2 separate regions of the Ovis aries genome follow, and region 1 is linked to region 2. Evidence: chromatin contacts called from public Hi-C data. All regions are on one chromosome and are shown on one strand. Each heading gives the region's core, a stretch centred on a gene start, on an enhancer-like site or on the middle of the called end of the contact. The rest is flanking DNA. Distances are from core to core; before and after follow the strand shown.

Evidence for each region. A called contact is a pair of places that touch in the nucleus more often than the background predicts.
Region 1: a contact with region 2 is called in a Hi-C map of liver, with 7 times the contacts expected there. The contact joins the promoter of SEC14L5 here to the promoter of DNAAF8 in region 2. A contact is called at or near these places in 11 of 16 Hi-C or Micro-C datasets (blood, hypothalamus, liver and 5 more).

The regions. Positions count from the first base shown.
Region 1 is chr24:4,582,729-4,590,091 of ARS-UI_Ramb_v3.0, forward strand. SEC14L5 (SEC14 like lipid binding 5) reads left to right here and starts at 3,879. Exons shown (of 16, transcript XM_042239950.2): 1 at 3,879-4,145; 2 at 4,787-4,901. The coding sequence starts at 4,839.
Region 2 is chr24:4,380,968-4,388,138 of ARS-UI_Ramb_v3.0, forward strand. DNAAF8 (dynein axonemal assembly factor 8) reads left to right here and starts at 2,938. Exons shown (of 10, transcript XM_027961566.2): 1 at 2,938-3,130; 2 at 4,578-4,719; 3 at 5,115-5,243; 4 at 6,409-6,894. The coding sequence starts at 4,612. It overlaps ANKS3 (ankyrin repeat and sterile alpha motif domain containing 3), which reads right to left and starts at 2,685. Exons shown (of 16, transcript XM_060405635.1): 1 at 2,397-2,685; 2 at 1,163-1,776; 3 at 75-273. The coding sequence starts at 1,332.

The sequences.
Region 1 (7,363 bases), core at 2,629-5,128, 200 kb after region 2:
AACCTTTTGGTACCTCCTTGGTCCTGACGAGGATGCCTGGATATCTCTGAAGCTCAGGCTGGGAAAATCACACCTTTTGGGTACTTCCACTGCAGCTCTCGGGGAAGAAGTCCTGGGTTTGATTTCCTTGCTAGCTGTGTGACCTAGGGCAAGTTACTCAAACTTTCTGTGCCTTAGTTTCCTTGTCTTTAGTGAAAGTGAAGTCACACAGTCGTGTCCGACTCTGTAGCCCACCAAGCTCCTCTGTCCATGGGATTCTCCAGGCAAGAGTACTGGAGTGGGTTGCCATTTCCTTCTCCAGGGGATCTTCCCGACCAAGCGATCGAACCCAGGTCTCCCGCATTGCAGGCAGATGCTTTAACCTCTGAGCCACCAGGGAAATGAGAATTAACAGAGTTTTGACCTGAAAAGGCTGTTTGTTTTAATCGAGGTATAGTTGGTTGTTGTTCAGTAGCTCCATGTGACTCCATGGACTGAAGCACTCCGGGCTCCTGTCCTCCACTATCTCCTGGAGTTTGCTCAAATTCATGTCCATTGAGTCAGTGATGCTATCTAACCATCTTATCCTCTGTCTCCGTCTTCTCCTTTTGCCTTCAGTCTTTCCCACCATCAGGGTCTTTTCCAATGAGTTGAGTCTTCGCATAGGTGGCCAAAATATTGGAGTTTCAGTCCTTCCAGTGAATATTCAGGGTAGGTGTGGTTCTAAAACATAAAATGAACCATTTCAATGTGTACAATTCAGCGGCATTCAGAGCATTCCCAGTATTGTGCAACCACCACCTCTGTGGAGTGCCAAAAACGTTTTCATCACTACAGGGCCTATTTTTGAGGATTAAGTGTTTGAATGTTTGTAAAGTCTTAGAACCATGCCTGGTATGTGCCTGCGTGAGTCCTAAGTTGCTTCAGTCTTGTCTGACTCTTTGAGATCCCCATGGACTGTAGCCCGCCAGGCTCCTCTGTCCATGGGTTTTTCCGTGCAAGAAGACTGGAGTGGACTGCCATGCCCTCCTCCAGGGGATCTTTTCGACCCAGGGATGGAACCTGTGTCTCCCGCATTGCAGGCAGATTCTTAGCCGCTGAGCCACCACTGTGCCAAGTAAGTGCTCAATAAAAGGTAGGGATGACTGATAGGAAAACGGTGCTGTGACGGAAGCAGCTGGCAGGTGGTGCTGTTACTGATTCTTTTGCCTTGGCTGGAGGAGGGGGCAGTTAGGCTCTCCCTCCCCTTTGGGCCCCATCTTCCTGCTCTGAGTTCCTGGGCCCACGCAGCTGCAGCATCTCTTTCCCCCCAATTCCCCTCCCCCCAGTGGCGTCTTCACGGGTTGTGGGCAGAGGCGGCACCAACGGCAGCCAGGAGTCAGCCAGGAGTCCCGGAGCCTCCCCGTAGTCTCAGGGCCTCTCATCTGCTCCTCGCGGCTTTTCTTGCTCCCACTCTTTGCATCGCTCACGCCGGCCCCTGCTCCCCCAAGCCGGCACCTTCTGTGGCAAAGGAGACACGCGTGGAGGTGACCCGGAAGATTCCGTCTGGGCAGAACGCGGTACTGGGAGCAGTGAGCACGCCGCCCATCTGGGAGGAGCTCTTGAGAGCCGAACTCCCCCACTTACGAGCGCCCCAACCCCTCCCCAGGGCCCGCAATTCCTCTGAGCGTCCTGGAATCCCCCAGCGCTGGGAATGACCTCCAGCACTGCCAGGCGTGTCCACTTTGAAGAACCACTTGGAGAGTGTGTTAAATAAGCCAATTCCTAGGCTCTTCCAGCGGTGCCCGGGAATCTGCATTTCAGCCTTCGCCCTGCTGGGGTGTGGGGAGCGGTCTTCGGAGCTGGAGAGTTTGGAATCGATCGCTCAGCTTTATCCTTCCAGGTGTTAGCATTCCAACCTGGGCTTACTTTGTGCCAGCTAACGGCAATCAGCAATCGTGCTGTGACAACAGTCAACCGCGTGAACGCTCACTACGCGCCCTGCAAGACGCCCAGGAGGAGCGTGGGGGTTTCCTGGATGAGCCCTGGATACCGCGATGCACCTCGGGGCTCCCATCTCCCCCGGACCGGTCCCCTTCGTGGCGACTCCAGGAGCCATGGACTGTGCTGCCATCTTGTGGCAGGCATGGGACCCGGGGCGCTCCTTTCCCATTCCGGATTGTTCAGTCGCTCATTCGCGTCCCACTCTTCCGGACCCCATGGACGGCAGCTCACTAGGAGTCCTCGTTCTTCACCATCGACAGAGCTTGCTCAAACTCATGCCCATCGAGTCGGTGATGCCATCCAACCATCTCATACTCTGTCGTCCCCTTCTCCTCCTGCCTTCAATTTTCCCCAGCATCAAGGTCTTTTCTAATGAGTTGGCTCTTTGCATCAGGTGGTCAGTGGATTGGAGCTTCAGCTTCACTGTCCTTGAAAACCGTAACCAAGAAAACGCACGGCACCAGTGTGCCAGGTCCCCAGTAAGATCCCGTGGACGTTGGGCACGTGAATAAGATAGATAAGGTCTCTGCCCTTGTGGAGCTCACAGTCTCCTGGGTCAGAGCTACAAAGAGATAAAATGAATAAGTAAATAAGATGATTACAGAGTGTGACGCAAGATAGGAAGGAAGCTAGGGGCTGATTATCACAAAGGGCAACGATACGTTTGCTAAATAGAGCGCTGTCTCTCAGTACACCCTCTCCCTGCCTAGGACTCTGGGTCATGCAGGAGCAGGTGAGCCTGTCCGATTCCCTCTTGCAAATGGATAAAGTCACAGTGCTGGCACACAGTAGGTGCTCAGTACCTGTCAAATGAATGAATACACGGATGACAAGGCTGTCTAGAGCCAGCCTCTTGGCTCCCCCAAGCCAAACAGAGAGGGAGAGGAAGGGGGGAACTATGGAAGGATGCTGGGTCTCCTGCATCCTGCAAAGGCCAGAAGGGTTTGCGTGCGAGCCAAAATGAAAATGAATGATGGCTTCACTCTACCAGTCCACCGTGTGTTAAATTGTACCCTCACTCTGCTGGCTCCTTGAATCCCTTCCCTGGTTATTTTTTTCACGTTGGCATTTCCCCCCATCACACACAGTGTTGTATTTGTCTTATTTATTTAATGTCTCTCTCCCTCTCAGGTGGCAGTAGCAGTAAAGAACCCGCCTGCCAATGCAGGAGACATAAGAGAGGCGGGTTCGATCCCTGGGTCAGGAAGACTCCCTGAATGAGGAAAAACAGCACTCTACCGCAGTATTTCTTGCCTGGAGAATCCCATGGACAGAGGAGCCTGGTGGGCTACAGTGCATGGAGTGCAGAGTTGGTCACGACTGAAGCGACTTAGCATGCACACGCACACACTCCCTCACTGAGAGGTAAACTCCACGAGGGCGAGGACTTTTTACCTGTTTTGTTCACTGAGAACTCTCCAGCGCCTGGCAAGTCCTGACACTCAGCAGGCGCTCTGTAAAGCGGGCAAAGTGAATGAAAGATCCCCGGCGGGGTCAGGAGGGCTCTGGGGTGTGGCTAGTGGAGGGACTGGGCTCAGAGCCCAGGAGGAGGGGGTTGCCCGTTAGGGAACTGGCCAAACGTGAACTGAGCCGGGGCAAGCCGGGCTGGGAGGGGCAAGGGTTAGACTGGGGGCAGAGTGAGACTGGGGTTAGAGCCTTGGGGCGGGGTCTCCTTGGGGCTGAGCCACCCCCGAGGCTGGGTGCTTTAGGGGCGGGACCCGGTGGAGGCGGGGTCTGCAAGAGGCGTGGCCAGTATGGAGGCAGGGCCGAGGTGGAGGCGCGGTTAAAGAAGGCTGTGTAAAGTGAAGGGCGGAGCTAAGACGGGGTGGAGCCAGTTTGGGGCGGGGCCTGTCCGGAGGTAAATCTGGGCGGGGCCGGGGCAGAGTCGGGGGGTGGGGCGGGGGTGGGGCGGGGGTGGAGCCAGGCCAGGCTGGGATCTTCGCTGTCCTGGGTCCTGGAGCGCTCCCGCCCAGCCGTCCCCTCCCAGACCAACTCGGAGGGTGCAGGATGTGCAAGACCCGACAGCCCGGGATCAGCGATCGCTGGCTCGGACTTCTCTGGCGATCGCGGTGCTGCGCCCCGCCCTAAGTGCTGCGCTCTGGGCCAGGAGGCCACGGAGGACTCCCGCGGGCTCAGCTTCGCTCAGCCCTGGGTCTACGTCCCCGGAGACTCCGAGGGCGAGGGTGAGTTGGACTTTTGGGGGGCTTGGGTGTGCATGCGTGCGTGCGTTTGCATCTGTGTGTGTGCATGTGTGTCAATGTCTGTGCGCATCTAGGGAACTGTGCTTGCAGAGCTGGGTGTGTGTGCAAAGTTGAGTTCGTGTGCAAGGGCTCTCTCGTGTGGGAGGGGAGTCGTGCATGTGTGTGCTTGTGTGGCAGAGCCAGTGCGTGGGAAATCTGGTGAAGACTGTGTGTGTATGTTAGGGGATCTTGGAGGAAAATGGGAGCGCAAGTGCAATGATTCTTGCGGGGTGCATGGGCGAATGAATCGTGGGGGTGTTTCCAGCAGGGTGGCTTTATGGGAGTTTACTGGCTCCCAGCATGACGGGGCGAGAAGGGAGGAAAGTTTGGGGGATACTGATTGCTCTTGAGGATCGAGTGTGGTCTGGGGAATTGGGTAATGGGCGGGGCAAGTGCTGGGGGTCTGGCTGGAAGTAACTTGGGGCTCACACTGGCCCCCTTGCTTTGAGAGCTGGGGAGATGTGTGTGTGTGTTGGGGGGGGCGTCCAGAGGGGTAGTGGGCCTGCCCCTGGCCAGGGGGAGCTGAGGCCGGGGCTCCTGCTTCAGCTGGAGGGAGCTGCTCCCTCACCATCGCCCTCACCCAGGCTCTGCGCCCACTCCCGCCTGGCCGGCTCCTGCCGCTGGTCCTTTGAAAACATGGTGCAGAAGTACCAGTCTCCTGTCCGTGTCTACAAGCATCCATTCGAGCTGGTCATGGTGGTGAGTGACCCCTGACTCTGGGGCCCCTTGTGTGACAGTCAGAGGGCCCCAAGAGGTCAGCCATGATGGGAAGGAGAAGGAAACCCCAAACCCCTAGATCAGAAGGAATTAACGAGCTACTCTGCTGACCCGATGGGTCCAGCTTCTAACCAGGACCCCTCTGCCATCCCATCTTTTGCCACAACTTCTAGGAGCCTTGCACACTGAGCAAGACAAGGTCTTCCTTTTCCTTGTTGAAGCTCATCTGTTATCTCAGTCTCCTTTGACAGGAAAAAGGATATCAGGGGCCAAGCTGCTGCTGTCATTTTGTGTACTGATAATAATAATAATGGTATGTATACAATGAAGATGCTGACAGCAGCCTTTTGTTGAGGGTTTGCTAAGTCTTTACATACATTGTTTGGTTTAATTCCCAATAGCTCCTATTATTCTCATTTTGCTGCGTTAAACTGATGCTCGGACAAGGATGGTCTTCGGTTCGGCAGTGGGAAGAGGTGGAGCTGGGCTGGGATCCACACACGGGGGACTCCAGAGCCTTGTGTTTAGCTGCAGCACCCGCCATGTCCCCCCTCTGCTCTCACACCCCCTGCCCTCTCCTTCCAGGAAGCTGAGACCAGGCGGAGAGGGGGCACATGTGGGCAGGAAGGGCCTGCTAGCAGTTGTTTATTGGGATTCAGAAGAGCTACAGGACGTAGACTTGGCTCCCGCACCCTCGGCCTCCTGGATCAGAGGTCTGAGCCTCCGGGGCAGGTGCTGGGGTCGGGCCGCTGCGGCTTTCCTTCTTAATGTGATCACTCTGTCTCTCGGAGCTTCCCTATTCCATAGAACAGGGGCGATGCTCTGGGGTTGTGATGAAGAGTCAGTGAAACAGTGCCTGGCGCCTCTGGCTCAGTGCCTGGCACACAGTAGGTGCTCACTAAATGCAGCTGTCCCTGTTATTACACCACATGGTGTTATCAGTGATGATACTGAAAGTGGAAGAAACACCAGAGTCCACCCCCATCCTCCTCATCCCACTCTTGGTTGCTTAATCCCAGCCTTCTATCCAGTGGCTCTCATTGTTGGATAGAAGGCTCTGTGTGTGTCCTCCCCACATCTCTTCTGTGAATCTACCTACATATATGTTTATAGTCACGTAAAAGATTAAGAAGCATCATTGGAGTAATCATGCTGTGCTGTGATGTGCGGATGATGCCAGGTCAGGAAAGTAGCAGGGGCAAGCCTGGGGTTTCATCGACAAGCTGGGTGACCTTGGGCAAGTTACTCAACCTCTCTGAACCTACACCTTCCGTCTCTAAACAGGACTCCTGTTGCTGTTGTTGTAGTCACTAAGTTGTATCTGACTTTTCTGTAATCCTATGGACTAACCTGCCAGGCTCCTCTGTCCGTGGGATGTTCCAAGCAAGAATACTGAAGTGGGTTGCCATTGCCTTCTTCAGGGGATTTTCTCGACCCAGGGATGGAATCTGCGTCTGCTGTATTGGCAAGCAGGTTCTTTACCACTGAGCCACCCTTAGTAAGTTTAGGATTCTCAAAAAAAAAAAAAAAAATTACAATCATTGAATTTTAAAATAAAAATGTCCACTAAGGTAGCACTTAAGACTGTATTAAGACTGTTGGAGGACTTCTCTGGTGGTCCAGTGGTTAAGACTCGGTGCTCCTAAGACAGGGGGCCTGGGTTCAATCCCCAGTTGGGGAACTATACCCTACATGCCACAACTAAGATCCCAGCATGAAGATCCTACGTGCCACAACTAAAACCCAGTACAGTCAAAAAAAGAGACTAGTGGAATATGTGAAGCATATTTCATCAGCTTTGAGTTCCACACGTGCAGGCCGAAGGGCTCACTTTACTCCTGTAGCTGTTAATAATCTTTAGGTGCTGATGGATAAATACTTGTGGGTACAGCAGGAAATAGACGTTTTCAGATATGTATCACCTGTGTTGTGCCAATTTGTCATTTGTATTTTTTCAAATACTGTGTTACCTTATCTCCATACAGTCCTTGTTCAGCAAAATGGCCCCAAACTACCCCAACGTCGGACAAAGCCACTTTGCCAACTGTTTACAAAACATCATTGTCCCCAAAATAGCTGCATAGCTCAACATAACTTGCTCGCTGTGTGGGCACAAAAGGGGTTTTCTGCACTTAATGTCGGTCATTGTTTCTCGGCTGAACACTTGCCCTCAGTTTGGGTCAGATGCCGAGGAAGTTTCGGATGAACTCGGCTATTTTGACCACATCCGACTGACCAGACGAGCTGGCCTTCTGGATTTTCTGTTTAACAAAACTGACTTGAGAATCAAAACGTCCCTTTGCAGAAATTCCACCATGCCACTGAAACTGTGTTCGTGGAATTGGTTATAAAATAATACGAAGGTAACCTTTCTAGACCCAGCGTTATTTTTTTAAAATTATTTTTCTCTTCCATTTCAAAAACGTAACTAATTCAATGAATGG
Region 2 (7,171 bases), core at 1,688-4,187:
GAATCGAAGTGATTACCCAAGCATGCTGCAGTGCTTCCCTATCTGCCGAGTGGCCTGAGACCCTTGCAGCTCACCTGGAGAAGAAAATAGGCGATGCTCTCGTTGCCACAGCTGGAGGCCAGCATCAGTGGAGTCTGCCCTTCCGGGGTCGGCACATTCACACTGACCCCCGCCTCAAGCAGGAGGTGCACGATGGTATCATGTCCAATGTAGGAGGCATACATCAGCGGGGTCCAGCCACCACCGTTCTTCTTATTCAAATCTAACTCTCTCCTAAACAAATGCAAGACATGCTAGACACGCCAGCCATCGTACATGTGGGACTTACCAAACCCAGTGGCCAGGCCAAGAGAAAGAGTGGGGAGTGCTGACAGGAAGCAGAGTCAACCGCCACCCTGGACATCACAGGGTTCAGGGGTGACTCCACTTTCTGGACCACTGCCTCTGCAAACTACCTTGAGTTTGCCTCTGTGCTCCAATTTCTTGTTCTCATCTGTGCCCTCTTCCTACCCCAAAGTCAGCTCTTCCTTCCTCCCACCAGCCACAGAGACAGTTCTCAACCAGGGGAGGTTCTGCCCCCAAAGGATGGTTGGCAAAGCCTGAAGACATTTTTTGACTGTCATAACTGCGAAGGGAAAGGCTACATCCAGGGGGCGCAGGGAGGCCGGGCATGCTGCTCTGCATCTGCTGCTAAGGCGCTTCAGTCGTGTCCGACTCTGTGCGAGCCCATAGACAGCAGCCCACCAGGCTCCCCCGTCCCTGGGATTCTCCAGGCAAGAACACTGGAGTGGGTTGCCATTTCCTTCTCCAATGCATGAAAGTGAAAAGTGAAAGTGAAGTCACTCAGTCGTGCCCTACTCTTAGCAACCCCATGGACTGCAGCCTACCAGCCTCCTCCGTTAATGGGATTTTCCAGTCAAGAGTACTGGAGCGGGGTGCCATTGCCTTCTCTGAGAGATCTTCCCCGACCCAGGGAGTGAACCTGGGTCTCCTGCATTGTAGGCAGACGCTTTACCGTCTGAGCCACCAGGGAAGTCCACAATCTACCCATGGGTTAAACGTCTACAGCTGTGGGCCAGGCCTCGCTAGCCTCCTGATGGCTCCACCTGGGCGGTGGCGCTCAACCATCCGAGAGGAAGGAATGCCTCCCAGGACCTCTTACCGCTGCACACACTCCTTCACCACCTCGTACTGGCCAATGGAAGCGGCTGTGTGCAGATCCAGGGGGACAGCCAGCTCCTCCCGGTCGACCTGCGTGCCCAGCCCGTGCCACATGGACAAGCTGCGGTTCAGCAGCTCTGGCTCGCTGGCTTCATCGCTGAGCTCCGACATCGCGGTGGAGGGGGATGCTGGGGTCACTTGGGTCTTTCCTTCCTGGTAGTTCCAGGGGATGAAATGCGATGGTCACGCTCCTGCCGCAGCAGACTGCTGCCCACAGCAGCTGAACAATCCTGGCTGCCGAACCTGAACAAGAATCCAAATCAGCTGCAGTCAGTTCTGCACTCCTTTCAGAACACCCCTTCAGCCTTCTTTGGGGGTGTCTCTTCTACTCCAAATGCCTCCTCCAGGGTAGGACCCATATTCTCTTTTATTGGAGGCTCGCTCAGTTGGTAAAGAATCCACCTGCCATGTAGGAGACCCCGGTTTGATTCCTGGGTCAGGAAGATGCGCTGGAGACCCGACAGGCTACCCACTCCAGTATTCTTAGGCTTCCCTTGTGGGTCAGCTGGTAAAGAATCCGCCCGCAGTGCAGGAGACCTGCGTTCAGAAAATCCCCTGGAGAAGGAAAAGGCTACTTACTCCAGTATTCTGGCCTAGAGAATTCCATGGACAGTCCATGAGGTCTGTCAGACCCCATGAGTCAGACACGATTGAGCGACTTTCAACTGTATGAAACCAGGCACAACGCTGAGAGCCTATCAGAATCATGGAAGGAGAACGTGGATACCCAGGGACCAAGCTGCTTTATCACCCTGCTCCATGCCAGACGCTCTAAAACCACGGGCTATTCCTTAGGAACAGAGTCATCTACAGGTATATATCACGTATACTTGTCGAAAATCTTTTGCTTATCGCTTCTAGAATTTATCTCCAGGAAGCAGCACTGAGAATGAGATCTTTTAATTTTCCTTCCACCTTCGCGTTCTGTCCATTCGGTAAAATGCTAAGTATCTGTTACTTTTAAAGCACACCAAAGTAAATAACAACAACAAATGACGTTGGTGGTGACCGTCACGCCCACAGGGAGGAGGTCTGTAAAAGCCCGAGGGCACCGCGTCCTGCCCCGGGGCGTGGGCCTTCCGCTGCCTCCAGGCATCCCCACCTCGTTCTCGGGCCCCGGGGAGGGTAACCTAGGGAACTACCCAAGCGCCGACGCCTCCTCCCAGTAACCTTACCCCGCACGTGGCTTTCCGTCCCGGCTCCTCAGCTGCGAAGATCCTCGGAGCTGTAAACTCCCGCGGCGAACCAGCTGCAGGGCTGGGACGCCCCGCGAACGGGCAGCAGGTGCGAGCACCAGGCAGGGGCCGGGCCGCCGCGGAGCCTCCCCGCGCTGGGCCTCGGCCCCGGGCAGCCCTGGGGCCGCCGCTGGCCGCCGCGCTCCCTCGGCCGCGCCCACTCGGGCTCCCTCCGCGCCGGTCACCGCCACAGCGCGCGGACCCAGCGGCCCGCTCCCGCCCCGGAAGTGGTTGCGGGCGGCGCGGAGCACGACGGGACGCTCGCGGGTCCCCCTCGGCCTCTCCCGGCGCTGTAGATTTTTCGTCCGTCCCGCACCCGGACCTTCCGGTCAGCTCGCCCGGCTCTCTGTGTGACGCCCACAGCAGCCAATGAGCAGGGGGAGTCCTCCTTGCCCCGCCCCTCCGCTGGCCAGGGGAACCAATCGTGTTTCAGGAGCGGCAGGACGCGCCAAGTCCCGAAAGACGAGCGGGGGGGGTGGGTGGGAAGGATGTGGCTGTTCAGTGATGTAAGACTGATGAACCGGGATTCCGAAGGCGGCGACGGCCTTAGTAATCGCGCCGCTGCCCAAGCGGGAGAACACGACCGAAGAGGCGCGGCGGGCCCTTTTCGTCCCTGTCGAGGCCGGGAAGAGAGGCGGAGGCCGAGGCCGCAGCTGCGAGATAATTGTTGGGAGGTGGACAGGGTGGGGGCTGGGAAAGCAAGCTGGGGAATAGGTGGGAGGACGCGCGATGGTTTCCGGTTTCCGAACTTTGGAATTTAAAAGCCCCACCCGAGTGGCCGGTGGCGTCCAGTTGTCATAACAACCCGCGGTCCGGCGGTGGGCGGTGCCGGAGACGGGGCGGTAGGCGGTGCCGGAGACTGGGCGGTGCGCGGGGGCGTGGGGGGCGGGGCTGGGCGGGGGCGGGGCTAACGGGCCGCAGCCAAGAAACGGACGTGGAGGCACGGTCGGGATTATGCCAGACTGGGGCTGCTGCTTTGTGTGGCTTTCGGCAGCCCGTTCGGTGAGCGACGCTCCTCAACCTGGCGTTCAGGACCCTTCACGGTCTGGTCCGTTTGCACCGCAAACTCCAGCAAGTGAAAATTTCTTCCCCCAACACGTTAGGTACTTTTCACTCCTCTGAGCTCTTAGGTGCTCTTGCCGCAACCTGTAATGCCTTTTCTTTCTCTGTTACTTTGTCCTCCTGGAGAACTTAAGAGTCTCCGGTTGTCCCCTTCAACCAGGTGATTCTGTTGCCCTCTGATCTGCCCTGCAGCCGGAGAACATCCTGTGATGTATATACCAGACCTGCCCTGCTGTTCCCAGATCAGGGTACACCAAGCTCCTGTCCCACTCCTGTGAGCACAGAAAAAGCAAAAAGTCCCCATTCACCTCGCCTGCTGCTTCCCTTGTTGGGGGCCAGGGCTGGGGCAGGAGTGTTCTCTTCCCATTTTATAGTGACAGAGGCCTCTCAGGCTGCAAGTACTCTCAAGACGCCGGCTCTGAAGTGCCATCACCCCACAATTCTAAGCCTCCTTGACCCCTGAAGGGGGTCTGTTAAGACTCTGGGATACAAAAGGGGTGTGTTGGCCTGACAATTTGAGTGTCAACTCCAAAAAAAGTGTTCTGGGGACTCCAAAATGTCTATTCTGTTCCTTTGTAAGGGGGCAGTAAAAAGTAGTAGCTTGAAATCCCCTCTGACTTTGATACAAATTCTGTCTGTAGATAATAATAGTATCTATGTTATATTGGACATATATAGTTTACATATATCTATATGTATATCTATCATATATCTATACATATATCTATGTATCATTCTGTACATCATATCCATATATCCACATATCAAATACATATATATCAATACATATATCTATATATTGTAAAATATCACCATATCCATTTATCTGTGGCTCCATCCTGCATTGTGCAGACACACATACAGTACGTGATGGCACAGTGGCTGACACTCAGTAACAGGAACCTGCCAACTAGAAGGGAGATGGGGTGTGTGGTCCCCCAATCTGTCTTCACTCCCCCAAGGCAAGGGATGGTATGTATATGCTTTGGAAAATCAGCACCCTGAGCTCTGGACCCTTGCCGCTGGGACCCTCTCACCTCACTCCATGTGCTCTGCAAGGCTCCTTGGATGATGGTACGCTGAGAGGCACCCCATGGCATCTCCTGATGAAGATGGGCGGCCCTTGCTGCCCAACCCCTGGGACGCCATCCTTGAGGCCGCCAAGCATCAGCTCCCATCTCTGGACTCGGATTCCTCCTCGGTAAGCAAGCACCTTCTTCCGACATCTTCCTAGGCCCCCACTGTCCTTTCCTCCCATGACAGACACGATGCTGACCGGAGAGCTCTGTGTCATGTAAGTGAAGTACCAAGCTGTCACCTCACTGCCCTGCCAGGCATTCTGTGCCAGGCATTAACTGGGCTTAGCAGGTGGCAGGTAACCCAGAACTGGGTGCCCTGGATCTCACCTCCACCAGGTGGTGCTGCTGAGCCCATTTCTATATCAGCCTCTGAAATGGGTGTCAGTGAGGCCCTTTGGGAGAGAACTGGTCCCCCCAGACAGTCGGAGAGCCTGGGGCAGGGCAGGTGGGTGGAAGCTGAGGCCCTCCTGGCTCTGCCTCTGGCTGTTTAACCCAAACCTTTCTCATCTGTCCACAGTCAGACCGCGAGGACGAGGAGCTGTTCATCTTCCAGCGAAATGAAACCACCCTGATTCCAGACTTGTCAGAGGAACTGGCCGACGACCCTGCTGAGGCCTGGGTGACTTCCTCTGAGTCTCCTCCTGAGGTTTGTTAAAGGCAGGCTCCAGGGGACCACGAACCTGGGTGTGGGTGCTCCTGGCTCTCACTGGGCTTTAAAGCAGTGTGGTTCTAAAGAGGTTAACGCCCCTGGTCTAGTATCACCCGGGCCTTTCTCCAGGTACGGCCCAAGGAGTTCAGACACCAGACGTCTACTGGCCTTGTGCACGTCATGCTCCCAGGAGCCCAGAATACTTAGAGCTGGGGCCAGGGACCTGATTTCCTATCTGATTGTACCCCTTGCTCTTCCCTTTGACCCCTCACCACACACAGTCCTGAGTGCAAGCACTGACCCAGGGTCATCATATGGAGCCAGAGCATGTCCACACCAGAAGTCACCCCCCCCACCCCCACCCCCCGCCCCCCACCGCCGAGCCAGGCCTAGAAATACATCTGAAATAACTCTAAACAGGAAAACTGCCAAGGCTGCCAAGCGCCCTGGTTAGTTCAGTTGGAACCATGTCCACTTCACTTCATTTCGTGTTTTTTCCATTTCTACAATTACCTCAGCAGTTACTCTTCCATACAATTATGGTTTAACCTGGGATGGAAGACCCTGTACCAGCTCACAGGGGTTGAGGCCTGGGTGTTGTCTTTTCCACCTCTAACCACTTGCACCTGTGCCCACTGGCCAAAAGGGTGGAACAACCCAAGTGTCCATCAACAGACAAAATGGATGAACAATTGGATAAACAACAGACAATATGGATACAATGAAGTGTCTCCATACAACAGAATATAATTCACCCACGAAAAGGAATGCAGCCCTGACACACAGCACAACACGGGAAGCTTGGAAACACAAAGCCAAGCGGAAAGACACAGAAGAGAAACACTGTGTGACTCCAGGCCTGTGAGATCTCTGGGCCAGGCAAACCTGCAGAGACAGGAAGTAGATGGGAGCTCGGCAGGGGCTGGGGAGGGGAGGCACAGGGCTTCTTGTCCAGGTGATGAAAACCTTTTGGAAATAGACTGTGGGGATGGTTTGTACAGCATTAGGATACAGTCAATGCCACTGAACTGTACATTTAAAAATGGTTGACATGGCAGATTTTATGTTCCTTGCACATCTTACCACACAACACCCGCCCCCCTCCGCCCCCGCCCAGGGATGTTTGGAGGCTGCTAACCAGGGACACCTGTTTCCTGCATAGCTAGCTGCGGTGCCAGTAGAATCCGCCGTGGAGCCCTGGGGCGAGTGGAATGCGTGGCCCCAGCCCCAGGAGTCGGCCCCTCTGGAAGGAAGGGCCCTCGGCAAGAGCAGCTCTCTTCTCAGGATGTCTGCAAAGAGCCCCCCACGGCAGGATGATGATGCGAGTGGGACCCTCAACACCAGTGTGTCCCAGAGTCCTCGCCAGGGGCCTCAGGGAGAGGCCATCCGCTCTGCTCAGGAAGCAGGCCTGCAGATAGAGCCCCCGGGCGCAGCCTCAGAGGCCCAGGAAGGCTCGGACGCAGCCAGCCGCAGAGGCCTGCGGAGGGAGAGGAGGAAGATGATTGAGAAAGACATCCTCCACAAAGTCACCTGGGACAGCCAGGACGCAGCCTGCCCTGACGCGAGCCGAGGGAAGGAGAAGGCCTGCGATGCTGTGGAGGTGCCTTCAGAGGACCCCCCGGGGTGTCTGCCCGTGCTTTCCCTCCAGGTAGGCATGCCCCCAGCCCAGGCTTCCTCGAGGTGTTGGTCCTCCCCACTACATCTGTCTTAGGCTCTTTGGGCTGTGGTAACAAAAGTCCCATAGACTTGGGCAGGGGGCTTAAACAACAGAAACTAATTTTTCACAGTCTGAAATCTGGAAGTCCAAGGTCAAGGCTCCATCACATTTGGTGTCTAGTTGAGAGCATGCTTCCTGGTTCATTTGGAACAAGGAGGAGCTCTCTGGAGTCTCTTTTTAAGGGCACCAATCCCATTCATGAGGGCTC